Regions from separate parts of the Sus scrofa genome. Here region 1 is linked to region 2. A link is a contact called in public HiChIP or PLAC-seq data. All regions are on one chromosome and are shown on one strand. Each heading gives the region's core, a stretch centred on a gene start, on an enhancer-like site or on the middle of the called end of the contact. The rest is flanking DNA. Distances are from core to core; before and after follow the strand shown. Region 1 holds the start of CNBD2 (cyclic nucleotide-binding domain-containing protein 2). Region 2 holds the start of EIF6 (eukaryotic translation initiation factor 6).

Region 1 (6,236 bases), core at 1,778-4,277, 600 kb after region 2:
AAGCAGTTCTGGTTTGACTAATCATTTTGTTTCTTTAAGTAATGAGTGTATGCAAGGTGGACCCTTGATCAGCCAACATTGCACTGTGGATACATATCTGTTTACGCTATTAGAACAGAAGGCGCTGTATATAGAAATGTTGCTTTGAAGCAATATTTGCAAAACATGCAAACTTCTGTATCTGTATTTGGAAAAAAATAAAGCAGGTTTTTGTTGCTATGTTTCAGTCATTTGTTTTTGAATTATAGTTCTCTACCCTATTTTTAATGTGCATTAATTTTCTATAAACATTATCTTTTAAAGGAATTCTTTTACATTCTAAATAGATTTATCTTCTGCAGGGAGGCAGATGCAAGCTCAAATCCAAAATCCCAAGGAAGTATGCAAAATACTTTGGAATTCATTTAAGTGTCTTTAGTAATTTATTTTTTATTCTTTTCTTTTTTTGCTTTTTGGGGCCGCACTCTTGGCATAGGGAGGTTCCCAGGCTAGGGGTCCAGTGGGAGCTACAGCTGCTGGCCTTCCTCACAACCACAGCCACCTCAGGTCCGAGCCATGTCTGCAGCCTACAGCTCACGGCAACGCCAGATCCTTAACCCACTGATCGAGGCCAGGGATCAAACCCGCAACCTCACAGTTCCTAGTTAGATTCGTTTCTGCTGAGCCATGACGGGAACTCCAGTGTCTTTAATATTAAAAAGTAAAATGACCCTTACCAGCCTCTAGCCCAATCTGGCAGATGTACTGTGGTGAGCTACAGGCTTAGCTTTTTGTTGAAAGTGGTGCAGGGAAGACAAGTCTGGCCTTTCTTACATTAAAAGATGGCACCCACTGCAACTAGGACCCTTCTGAGACCAATCCAGTCTGTGAACCCTAATGAAACTCTTTCCTGGGTGGGCAGAAGACTCAAGGAACAGAGTAGGCTTTAGGGTTATATTGCAGAGCTTCCCTATTACTTACTAAATTCCTTCTTCCCTTCCTGAACAATTAGGGAAGCAGTTGGAGAGACATTAAAATGAGTAGCTCCAGCAGCGTAATCCATTAGTTCACACTATATCTGCCCCTTAAATCATTTGTGAGGCCTAAAATTTGTTAAGGTGAGTTTGGAGGCCTAAACCAGACTCACAAACAGTAATAACTAGCCTATCTCTGTAAGGACCTGCGCTAAAACAATTACTAAAATAGCCTGATGGATTTCCCATTGTGGCTCAGCGGAAACGAATCTGACTAGTATCCATGAAGATGCAGGTTTGATCCCTGGCCTCTCTCAGTGGGTCGAGAATCTGGAGAGCTCAGGTGTAGGTCACAGACATGGCTCAGATCATGATAGGGATAGAGTAGGCCTGGGTGGTTGTAGAAGTCCCAGTAGGGAAAGAAGGAAACCTGGGGGACGTTGGGAGAAAGCCATCAGAACAAGGCTTGCTGGTTAGACGGGTGGAGGTGCGAGAATTGCCTCAGGTCCTCAGGTGGGGGATGCGCAGAGGCCTGCATTCAGATTCAGATCAAGAGCAAGAGTTTGAGGACCGCCCTTCAGCTGATTTGAATACACACCTTATCAGATACTAAGGAGGAGCTACTTCTCCCAGGAAGGAAGAGGCGGGCCTTTCCAATCCCACTTTCCATGGATGATAAAACTGGCCCACAGTATCCTCCAGGGTGAAGCTTGCTCACCTGCCCGCTTGCTTCTCTCACAAGCGTCCTATCCTAATAAATCTGTTTCTTGCCTATTAAAAAAAAAAAAAATAGCCTGATGAATTGGGCCTTTGGGGAAGCCAGTGCCCAAAGGGCAGGCAGGTGGGACAAGTAGTTTGGCAGTATTGATACAGCAATGGCCACTTAAACGAGTATTTAGTAGAGCTAACAATTTGTCTGCACCATCCCACAGTCATAAGGTAAGACTATAACCATCATCTACCCTCTTAGGTAGGAAAACAAGCTCAAATTCCAGCTAGTGAGAGGGTAGAGCGAATACGGAACCCAGGCTGCTGGACCCACATTACCAAACAAAGGAAACCCAAGTGGGGTCCTAGGGAACGCGCAGGAGAAAATTTCCCAGATGTGGAGGCCCAAGCCTAGCCAACCCAATGATTCCACAAAACCTACGAAGGTCAAGTGAATAAGAAAGGCTTTATTCTCATGAGCTCCCAACTTGATTTCGCCACCAGTCAGAAAGGTTGGAAATAGGCTCGGGGAAATAAACATTGCAAAGGACGACCGAAAAGGACACTCGAGACTGCAGGAACAGCCAAAACTCGTTTTTCATTAACGCAGAATGGAGAGCCGGGCCGCCGGCAGCCCGGCTGCTCAGCCTGTAATGCGTACGTCTGTGCGGCGGCGAAGCCGCCGGGCCCGCGCCGCCTCGGGCAGGATGGCGAGCAGCTGCTCTTGCACCAGCATCTCCACGATCTGCTCCTTCGTGCGGATGTCGGGCCGCAGCCACTGGCGGGAAAGCTCCCGCAGCTGCCGGAACGCTTCCCGCGGGCCTGCCGCGTCTTGGTAGCGGAACTGCCGGAATCGCTGGCGGAACGTCTCTGGGCCGGGCCGGGAACCGCCAGGGCCTGGGGGTGAGCGCGGAGCTGCTTCGGCAAACGACGCGGAGCCCAGGGCTGCGGGCCCGAGGGGCAGCTCCAGGGAGGCGGAGGCGGCCGAGTGAGGCGTAGGATTCTCTTCGGCGACCTCGGCCTTGGGGCTGGAGGGCTTGGGGGCAGGCGGTGGGGCCTCAGGAGTCGAGAAGGAGTCCGCAGAGTCACGCTCCGGGCCTGAGCTCGGGCCGGCCCCTTCTTCTTTCCCCAACGGCAGCGCGAGACTCCCGGTAGCCGCCAAGCTCAGCTCGGTGGCCGCCATAACTCCGCTACGGACGTCACTCTTTGTCCCGCAGCTGAGGGCGCGGCACTACGTCTGCGCGGGGGCTGGGTAAGGAGGGAGACGTTTCCGCTAGAGGGCGGAGTCCGCGAGACCCTGAGGGAGGCGGGCGGGGGGCGCCGTGAGCTTACCAGCGCCGGCGAAGCGGCTGGGGCGGCCGGAAGTGGTCGTCCCCGCTGGCTTCTCTATGATGACCTCGGTGCGCGAGCGCCCGGAAGCCGAGTCTGGGCTCGAGGACGCGGCGCCCCCTCGCGTTCGCGAGTCCCGCCAGGAGGCGGCGGCCACAGCAGGGCACCCGGCTAATCTAAGCGTGCAATGGTCAGTTCGGGATGGTGGCGCCTCCGAGCACCAGTTCGAGGAGAAGGAGGAGGCGGGGAAGGAACCCGAGGAGGTGTCGGAGGATGACTCTGAGGAGGAGAACTCTGAGGAGGAGTTGGAGGAGGAGTCGGGGGAGGAGCCGGTGCCGGAACGCCTACTCAGGCCCAAGGAGGAGGGGCCCAAAAGGGTCATCATGCGACTTGGTGGCTTCGGCCGGCAGGTGACCTGCGCCGCCCCTGCCTCTGCATGCGCACCTTTTTACCCGACCCTAATTGGGATGAAGGCGAGCCAGAGCTCGCGGGGTCTGGGGCCCAGCAGGTGGCAGAGAAGGGACGGCGGGATGACTGTCAGGCATTAGGGGGAGGGCCCAACTCGGGAAAGTTCTTTCGCTCAGTCGAAAGAGGGCAGTACACCTGCCTGGTAGAGGGAGTGACACAGATAACGTGTGTAAGATCCTCAGCACACAGAGTAAAACTTGCCCTTCTCATGGCACAAAGTAAATGCTGAAGAACTTTTTTTTTTTTTTTTTTTTTTTGCGTGTCCTCTGGAATCAAGGGACAGGTGGCGCTGTAGGTTTTGCTTTTAATTTTAGGATTACTAAATAGACTAAATGTGTACTGCCATATAGTGGTCACTAGGTATGTATGCTTACCTCGTTAGTTCTTGAAATGTGGCTAGTCAGAAAGGGAATGTCCTGTAACGTGACATATATACAGGACTTGGTATGAAAAAGATAAAGTGTCGCCGTAATTTTTTCTGTTGTTACATGTTGGATTGATAATATTTTGCATATATTGAGTCAAATAAAATATATAATTCAGGATTTCCTGTCGTGGCTCAGTGGTTAATGAATCCACCTAGCATCCATGAGGACACAGGTTCGATCCCTGGCCTTGCTCAATGGATTAAGGATCCTGCATTGCTGTGAGCTGTGGTGTAGGTTGCAGATGCCGCTGGGATCCTGTGTGGCTGTGGCTGTGGCTTAGGCCAGTAGCTACAGTTCCGATTCGACCCCTAGTCTGGAAACCTCCATATGCCATGGGTACTAAATATATATATATATGTATATAAATGTCAAATTTCATGTGTGTCATTTTACTTTTTAAATGTGACCTACTAGAAAACTATTTTTTATGGGGGGGGGCGCACCTACAGCATATGGAAGTTCCTAGGCTAGGGGTGGAATCTGAGCTGCAGTGCCAGCCTAAGCCACAGCCACAGCAATGCCAGATCCCAAGCTGCCTATGTGGCCTACACCAGATCCTTAACCCACTGAATGAGACCAGGGATGGAACCTGCATCATCACAGATACTAGTTGGGTTCTTAACCCACTGAGGCACAACGGGAAATCCAAAAACTTTAAATTATATATATGGCTTCCATTACATATATGTTGAAAAGTAAAACTGTGCTACCCTGTTGGAATTAGGCTGCCTTGGTGGAATCCCAATCTATTTGCCATAGGCCAGAGTTGTTGAGAGGATTAAATAGTAAAGACTTTGGAAAGAAAGGGCTGTTTAAATATTTGTCTTCATTAAACTGCTGTTTCTGAGTTTTCTTGTCTGTACATTTTGGATGTAATAGAACTTATGTCATTAGTAGTTATGAAAAGTCAGTGAGATGATGCATGCTTTGTATCCCCATTTCACAGACAGGGAAACTAAGGAACGAGACGGGTCCCTTATGAAAGCTTTTTATGACACTTGCAGTCCCTTTGATTTCTGTGCAGAATGAATGGGCCGTTTAAACAACCATCAACATACTAGTGGCTCTGGTATAAAACTTGCCTCTCCCATAGGATGTACTCTTGCAAATGTGTTAAAATGGATCCTCACAGAACATTTTCCATAGCCTGAAAACCTTGCAAGTCATCACACTGGGCCTTTATTGTTTTTAGTTACTAACATGTAAAAACTGGGAGGTTTTGTGTGCAAATCTGGACTTCCAGCTTTTCTTGAAAAAGTGGACAAGCTGGCTACACTGGACCCACCCACATTCCTGCCTGTTAACAATTAGTAGGAGCTGTCTCCTTCCTTTAGACAAGATACTTTGTTCCAGTTAGCCTCAATCCCTACCACTCCCTATTGTTTCATGTTACCTTAACATTCAGAACAGTTCATTTCCTATTGCGCTCAGGTTGTTGTTTCCTTAGAGCCAATGTTCTGCTCTTTTTTATTTTTAGAGGTGGGAAAACAGGGGCCTGTAGTTTGTCATGCCTACCAACCTGGCAGTTGGCAGTTGGATTTGCTGCCCTACTTCCTGTGTGGTAACAGGCAGTCGGTATCCAGGGCTAAGGGAACACACCAAACCCTGCTGCAAGGATGAGGGGTCCTGGAAGTCTTCACTGAGGAGAGGACCTTAAGCCTTGGCTCAAGAAGAAGAAGGTTTGAGTTAGGGACATTCCAGGTAGAAGGCACTGCGGGCACCAAGGCATAGACTGAATGGGGGCAAAGCTTTGTGGAAATTGCAGGCTGGACACGGGAGTGGCTGGGGTCTGGGGAAGGAATGAGAGTTGACTGAAGTTGGAAGGTCAATTAGAGGGTAAATCATAAAGAGCCTAGAATTGCATGTTGAAAAATTGAATCCTTTTTGTCTTGCAGAAGGGAATGAACTCTTGTGTTACTGGGAATCATGATTGTTAGAGCTCTAGCCCATTTCTTTTTTTCCCTGTTTTCATTTATTTATGTATTTGTTATTAATGATTTTTATTTTTTCCATTATAGCTGATTTTAGCCCATTTTTTCTATCCCTATTGGAATCACAGAATATCTATTAGAGGTGGAAGGAGAGATCTTACAGATGTATTTGAAGATTTTAGAGATCTTCTAGTAGATCTTAGAGAGCTACTAGAAGGCGTGGAATGTTAGAATGGAAGGGACCTTAGAGATTAAATCCAAAAATCACATTCAGTTATTCTAAACTCTCTGGGTCAATAAACTCCCCAAATATATTTTTTTAAAGTTATAATACCTCTTACTAGAAGAAGGATGCACTAACATACTTCTGCATATAATTTCAGAGCCTTGAACCCACCCAGTGGGCTGAGGTTAAGTTT
Region 2 (6,886 bases), core at 3,547-6,046:
CATTGCTGTAAGCTGTGGTGGCTAGGATCTGGCGTGGCTGTGACTCTGGCGTAGGCTGGCAGCTGTAGCTCTGATTGGACCCCTGGACTCCATATGCCACAAGTGTAGCCCTAAAAAGCAATAAATAAATAAATAAATAAAACAATTTAAAAAATGATGTATTTCTAATTGCCTACCTGACACCTTCCTTGTGAGGTCTCCTGGGCACCTCAAACTCAACAGTTTCAAAACCAAAATAAGCTAAGGAGTTTTTGTCTCTTCTTTTCCAAAACCAATTTTTTTCAAGATTTTTTTATTTTTTATTTATTTATATTTTTAATTTTTTGTCTTTTTTTCAGGGTCGCACCTGTAGCATACGGAAGTTCCCAGGCTATCGGTCAGATTGGAGAGGTAGCTGCCAGCCCACACCACAGCCACAGCAATGCCAGATTCTTAACCGACTGAGCAAGGCTAGGGATCAAAACCCACATCCTCATGGATACCAGTCAGGTTCGTTACCCCTGAGCTACAAAGGGAGCTCCTCCAATACCTACTTCTTTACCTATCTAACTGCAATGCTGACCAGTGCTGCTGACTGTAGGCAATTCTGCCTGGCAGCCTCTAAAGTTTCACCATTAAATGCAACACTTGCTGTAGGTTTGAGTAGGTACCAATTATCAAATTATACAAATTTCTTTCTGTTCTTAGGTTGCTAAGAAGTTTTTGTTGTTGTTGTTCTGTTCTTTAATTAAATAGTTAATTGTGAAAGTACTGTTTTCTTATGAGATTCCAAGTCCCAAAAAGGGAGGATTTATTTTATTCATCACATCATACTGTCTGGCACATAGTAGGTGCTCAAAAAAGAAGCTGTTGAGCAAATGACAAAACCACTGGTACCATTTTCCTGCTCAGACCCTTTCACCTGCTCTCCAGTGCTGACAGCAGAGCTTGTCAATGTGGTCTCCAAACTGCCCCCACCAGAATCACCCAGGGAAGATTATTAAAACAACCATACCTGGCTGGGTCCCACTCCAGACTAAGAGAATCTGTCTGCGGAGTGATGCCAGGAATCTACCCTAACAAGTATCCCAACATAGACCAGAGGACAAAAAACAAGTCTACAGTCAAAACTTTCTGACATGGACATTCAGAGTCCACAACACTCTGGGAATAAAACCTTTCCCCTTCACACCTTTCACACTTCCCCATCTCTGGGTCTGTCTGAAGTGCTTCCTCACCCTATCTTTGCATATCCAATTATCTTCTCATTCCCTGAAGCCCCGATCAAATGATCTGCCCTCCACAAAACCTTCCTGGATTCCACAAAGTGTCTCATGGGAACTTCTGAAGCCATGTAAGGCACCAGATATTTCATCTTTGAAGTGGCTATGTGGCCACTACATCTTTTTTTTTTTTTTTTTTTGTCTTTTTGTCTTTTTGTTGTTGTTGTTGTTGCTATTTCTTGGGCCGCTCCCGAGGCATATGGAGGTTCCCAGGCTAGGGGTCCAATCGGAGCTGTAGCCACCGGCCTATGCCAGAGCCACAGCAACGCGGGATCCGAGCCGCGTCTGCAACCTACACTACAGCTCACGGCAACGCCGGATCGTTAACCCACTGAGCAAGGGCAGGGATCGAACCCGCAACCTCATGGTTCCTAGTCGGATTCGTTAACCACTGCGCCACGACGGGAACTCCTGGCCACTACATCTTCTCTTACCTGCTGCACTGAGTCCCTCAGAGCCATGATGTAGCACAAAGTTGCCTAACTATCCCACATGGAGCCTTGTCCATAGGGGTCAATGACCATCAGGCTACTAAATGAATGAAGGAGAGAAAATGAAGGGAAATTTTGTCCCTGGTAAGAAAGGAGTCACTTTCTTACTACTACTGGCCACTTGCTCTACTTTGGAGTTTCTATCCTATGCCTTGAGAAGGAGCCTAAATGGAGCGGTGGGGGTGGGGGGAATGCTAAATATCCAGCACCTGCTGCTCTTCCAAAGGAAGAGCTTCTAGAGCCCACCACCCCAATATCTCCAGGGTTAAGGCCAAGAACCTGCTTTTGTTTTGAATCCACATAAGTCCAGATGACTATGATTTTGATGCCATCCTCACAACCCTGAGTTCCTTAGGCACCTAGGGTCGCCTCAGTTTCTAAAAGCAGCCTTCCCTCCTTCCCTCAAAAAAGCTCTCTTCTGTCTACTGGCTGGAAACACCAACACATAGGATGATACAAACTACAAAACAACGTGGTCAGTTATAAAATAAGACAGACAGAGAGGGGATACACTGAACCAGAGTCTTCAGAGATGGGGATAGGCAGATACCCAGCACTGCTTGCTAACTATACCCTGTGCCTGCTCAGCAGTGTGCAGAGGTGGCCTCACATGCAGAAGAAATTACCAGTACTAATACAGCGTGGCTCCCGTTACAGGCAGCATCTCCCTCCCCTCCTCTCAAAAGGAGAGGCCCATATACCTGTCAATGAGGGAATCCCGCATGCTGGTAGCAATTGTGCTAGGCTGGGCTTCGTTCAGCTTGAAGACACTCTCCACCACTGACAGCTCTGTGCTGGTTGTGTCCAGGCCACAGAAGGCACACCAGTCATTCACCACCATCCCAGCAGCGATCACCTCGCTGCCTCGGTTCACAGTGCCCGCCTGCCAAGGGACAGCTCAGTGTGAATCTCAGCACCAACAGCCAGTCTCTCCCCTGCTTTATGAGGATACTCACCAAACCCTGCTCCCTGACCCTCAGCCCCAACCCCAAACTGTGACAGGTAATAACCCAGATTCCTGAATACTGGGCAAAAGGGGTCTGCTCCAGCAGAAGACAGGGGCCAGAGAATAGGAATGCTTACCACAAGGGGGACCTGAAGGAGAGAGGACAGCTCATCCTGGTCTTCGATTGAAGTCTTGGGATGCACCAGCCCGCCCTGATTGCTGAAGACACAGTAGCTTCCTACCAGCACCTGATCAGCCACTGTCTGCCTGAAGACTTCAACCCTGAGCACATCAGCCAGGATTTCTTCTGTTTCCTGTCAGCCAAAGGTGCAGTGCTTGGGCTAAGAACAAGCTGATCAAAGAACCCAGGGCCTCCACACCCAGATCCACCCAGGGTGTGACTCCCTAAGCTTCATTCCTCTGCCAGGTAGCTGCATGTGGAAGCTCGCCCGGAAAAAGGAGGGAATACAACTTGGAGCAGAGTCTAGGCCAGCTATGGAGTGTCTAATATCCACACATGCCCGAAGAGCCAGAGGCTGGTCTCCACATGACCCTCCTTCCCTCTAACCCACATTCAAGAGTCACCTTGCAGGACCAGATGGATTAATTTCCCTGACTCTGAAAGGATTAATACCCTCCTTAGCTTCTTCCTGACACTGATCACAATATTCCAAAGAGTGCCTGAACTGCAGGAGCCCAGATATAAAAAGAGACTGCAAGAGAGACCCCTAATTCCTGCCTGATAGGCAAAAACAGTGGCTAACCACTGTCTATGCTAATAGCCTGTGACTCTGGGCCAAACTGGGCTGCCTCACCCTGTCCAAGTCTGGGTGGACTAAGGCCACGTAGTCGTTGCAGGTGGTGACATTGCCCAGGGCTGAGAGCCGTTCTTCTACCCGCCGGATCTGCACTGAATCCGGGAGGCAATTGCGAATGTGTTGCAGCTCCTGATCGGTGGTGTTGTTGGGCACCAGGAGACCATGCCTGTTCCCTGGAGAGACCCATATTAAGAGGGATGAGGCAAGGATGGACCATGAATACAAAAGAAGCCTGCTGAGCCCCAAGGAATCTGCCCAGAGTCAGTGGCCTAGGAGAGAGGACAATCTAATCTTCCCTCACACTAGGTGTGGAACTGGGTGATTCACCAGGCTTCTTTGAGTCTTAGCTTCCTCATCAGTCAAATTAGATCATTAATTCCTACCTCTCAGGATCTTCGTTAAAAAGGAATGAAACAAGTGTAAAAGTGAAACCCCTTAATGTTATTGGTGATTACTATGATCCAGAAGCCCCTTTGCCAGGGATGGCCCCTGATCTTTTGGCACTTAAGCCTGGTCTGGCCCGGGCCTGAGGGATTCTGCAATCTCCGGCGATAATAGATGAAAGCCTGGAAATCCCCGGGTCACTAAGGGTCCCTTCTAGGGAGGCGCTGGGAAGCTCCACGCCCTCCCTCGGCGTCTTCCATCCGGCTTACCCACACACATGCGGCCGATGATGCGGCAGCCGGCGATGGACGCGTGAACCACGGGAATGGTATCGGCCAGCTCTCCCTCGAATACACTGTAGAGACATGAGCTCGGTGGGCACAGGAGCCTAAGGGCCTGAGCCCTCCCTCTGCCGCAGCCCCCGACTCCAAGCACTTTTCCCCGCCACCCACCCATACAATACCCGCGGGCCCGGACTCCCTTCCTACGCACCTGTAGAAGTTCTCTGATCCTCCGATGGCCACCAGGCAGTAGGTGTTAGTAAGTTTGGCAAAGCAGCCGATCTCACAGTTGTTCTCGAACGACGCTCGGACCGCCATGAGGCCTAAGGGTTGGGGGGACGGGAGTTCAGGCGCGGCGGATCCTCTCCCGGGTCCAGCCCCTGGCCGCTGCGCGTCAGGCCCGCCGCGCCCCTCCCTGGCCGTCTCGGGCCCTCAGACCTTGGGTCCCGCCCACCGCGCCCCTCCAAACTCTTCCGCCCCGAATCTTTGGGCCCCCACCGCTCACGACGCAGGGCGGCCCGAGCTGAGCCTTCGGTCTCTCGCCACAACCGCTCACCAGGTAAACGCAATCTCCACACGCGACAGCAGTCCTCCCCAACCCTCCTTAGGTCCCCGTTTCCGCCTCAACCCTAGGAGACTTCCGAGAGAGCGCGGCACACCCAGCCACGCATGCGGCCACTCTAGCTCTGGCCTCCGAGCGGACTCTATGGTTGCAAGTAATAGGATTGCGACCCCACCTGGCCCCGCCTCCAACAAAGCTCGCATTCATTCATTTGCTCATTCTATCAGGAGCTAGGTAGAAAGTACGTCCGGACCAATGCTGGTTGGACGTGAGGCCTCAGAATGGAGGAGTTGGGAGTTCCCGTTGTGGCTCAGCGGGTTAAGAACACGCCTAGTATCCACGACGATGAAGGTTCAATCCCTGACCTCGTCGCTCAGTGGGTTAAATGATCCGGAGTCGCCTCAAAGTGAAGATCGCAGCAGGGGGGCTCCGGATCTGGTGTGGCTGTGGCATAGGCTGGCAGCTGTAGCTCCAATTCGACCTCTAGACAGGAATTTTCATATGCGGCAGGTGCGGCCCTTAAAAAAAAAAAAAAAAAAAAGGATGTCTTCCAGAAGATGGGTTGTTTGATGAAAGTATTTATTGAAGTAAAGTCTGTGGAGGAAGAGCAGGTGTGGGGAGGTGAGGGATAGAATGAAGTGCGGGACAGATATTCAGGCCTGATCTGGAACCCTGGAGAGACTGAAAGGCTGAGATTTGGGACTGAAGCCTGGGGTGGATGAGGAAACTCATGGAAAACGTGTCCACTAGGCAGAAGTGAGACCTGAGGCCGCGACAGAGGCTGAGGAAGGAGGTGCGGCCAGAGAAGTAAAGGAAACCATTGCAGGGGGGAGGATGGATAAAGCAGTGTCAGGGAGGACCCAGAATGGGCAAGGGTGTGGGGGCTGATGAGCTCCCACTATGTGCCCCTAGCACGTGCTTAATCACACAAAGCAGCCACTTTCTGCTCCCCCTCCCCCCCCCTTACCCCACCCCTCCCCACTTCATAGAAGGTAGCTATCAGGAGACCTGCTCTGGTGGACTGGAGGGCATGAATTTGGCCCACATTTTATAGAATCTGCAAAAGCCCCAGAGTCTCTCAGAATGTCACTCACAGAGAAGGCATAGGGAAGCTTGGAGCCCCTATCCTCCCCCCACCCCACCCCCAGCCGTCTGCAGCCATCCACTCTCCTCCATCTGGGAGCCCTCCTTGGATGATGCCCTTCCCCAGTCCCCAGCCTGCAGTTTTATAACTACGCCTTCCTCAGGATACACTAGGCTGCGACTGGGTCATAGCATGTCCACTTTTATTGATTTGTATCACATATACAGTCCCCGGCAGGTGGCAAGCTCAGGAAAAGGACCCTATCTGAGGGAGCCTATATTTCTAGGGACACTCAGCAAAATGGTGTGTGTGTGTGTGTGTGTGTGTGTGTGTGTGTGTGTGTGTGTCAGACTCTGAGTATCCACGACCTCCCCATCCTCCCCAGTTCATCTCAGACCCACTCCCTCAGTCCTCTCCCAGGCCTCTCTTCACCTGGTTACTTCTACCAGGAGTTCTGCTAACCCTCACCTCCATCTGTCCAAATTCTTCCCACCCTGCAAGGCTTGGCTCAAAAGCTGCCTCTTCTAAGAAACTTTCTCACCACTCCATCATCACCACTACTCTTTGCCCTCCTTTCTCTACCACCTTCTGTCACTGGTTAGCTTTTAATTAGTTACAGCTCTGTCTTGCTCACCAATGGTTTATGCATTTAATCCTTGTCTCCCAGGGACTGAATCTGATGCTTTTGTCAGCCTTATGGTATGACAGCATAGGACTGGATACACAGCTTACAAAGAGACACTGGTTGGTGCATGCACGCTTGTTTGTGTGTGTGGTTATGTGCATATTTATGGTCGATGGATCCCGAATGATCTATGGTGTGCACGGAATGTAGCCATTTATTTAGCCGAATGGCATTTACTGAGTACCTATAACTAGAATCCTGAGTGTTTTGGTTTATTGCAGGGACTGCATTGGTGGGTGTGCAGTTTGTGGCTGTGCATCCTGTCAGTGTGCTGTATATATTGTGCAGGCATTTGGAGGTATCTCTATGGTATATGGATTTCAAGTGCATGGGGACATGTGAACTGTTGATATTGTGTGTCCTGTCTCTGCAG

The links. HiChIP or PLAC-seq counts read pairs in DNA pulled down with a chosen protein or histone mark.
Region 1: an H3K27ac HiChIP or PLAC-seq map of skeletal muscle shows a contact between it and region 2, with 4 times the contacts expected there. The contact joins the promoter of CNBD2 here to the promoter of EIF6 in region 2. A contact is called at or near these places in 2 of 2 datasets of contacts at active chromatin or transcription factors (alveolar macrophages and skeletal muscle).

Annotation. Positions count from the first base shown.
Region 1 is chr17:39,242,348-39,248,583 of Sscrofa11.1, forward strand. It overlaps CNBD2 (cyclic nucleotide-binding domain-containing protein 2), which reads left to right and starts at 3,028. Exons shown (of 13, transcript XM_021077743.1): 1 at 3,028-3,400. The coding sequence starts at 3,050. SCAND1 (SCAN domain-containing protein 1) reads right to left here and starts at 3,281. Exons shown (of 1, transcript XM_003134419.4): 1 at 2,109-3,281. The coding sequence starts at 2,844. The coding sequence ends at 2,305. PHF20 (PHD finger protein 20) reads left to right here. Exons shown (of 18, transcript XM_021078131.1): 18 at 1-226.
Region 2 is chr17:38,639,099-38,645,984 of Sscrofa11.1, forward strand. EIF6 (eukaryotic translation initiation factor 6) reads right to left here and starts at 4,797. Exons shown (of 7, transcript NM_001243577.1): 1 at 4,739-4,797; 2 at 4,394-4,505; 3 at 4,171-4,256; 4 at 3,515-3,690; 5 at 2,837-3,013; 6 at 2,455-2,636. The coding sequence starts at 4,500. FAM83C (protein FAM83C) reads right to left here. Exons shown (of 4, transcript XM_021078085.1): 4 at 5,887-6,886.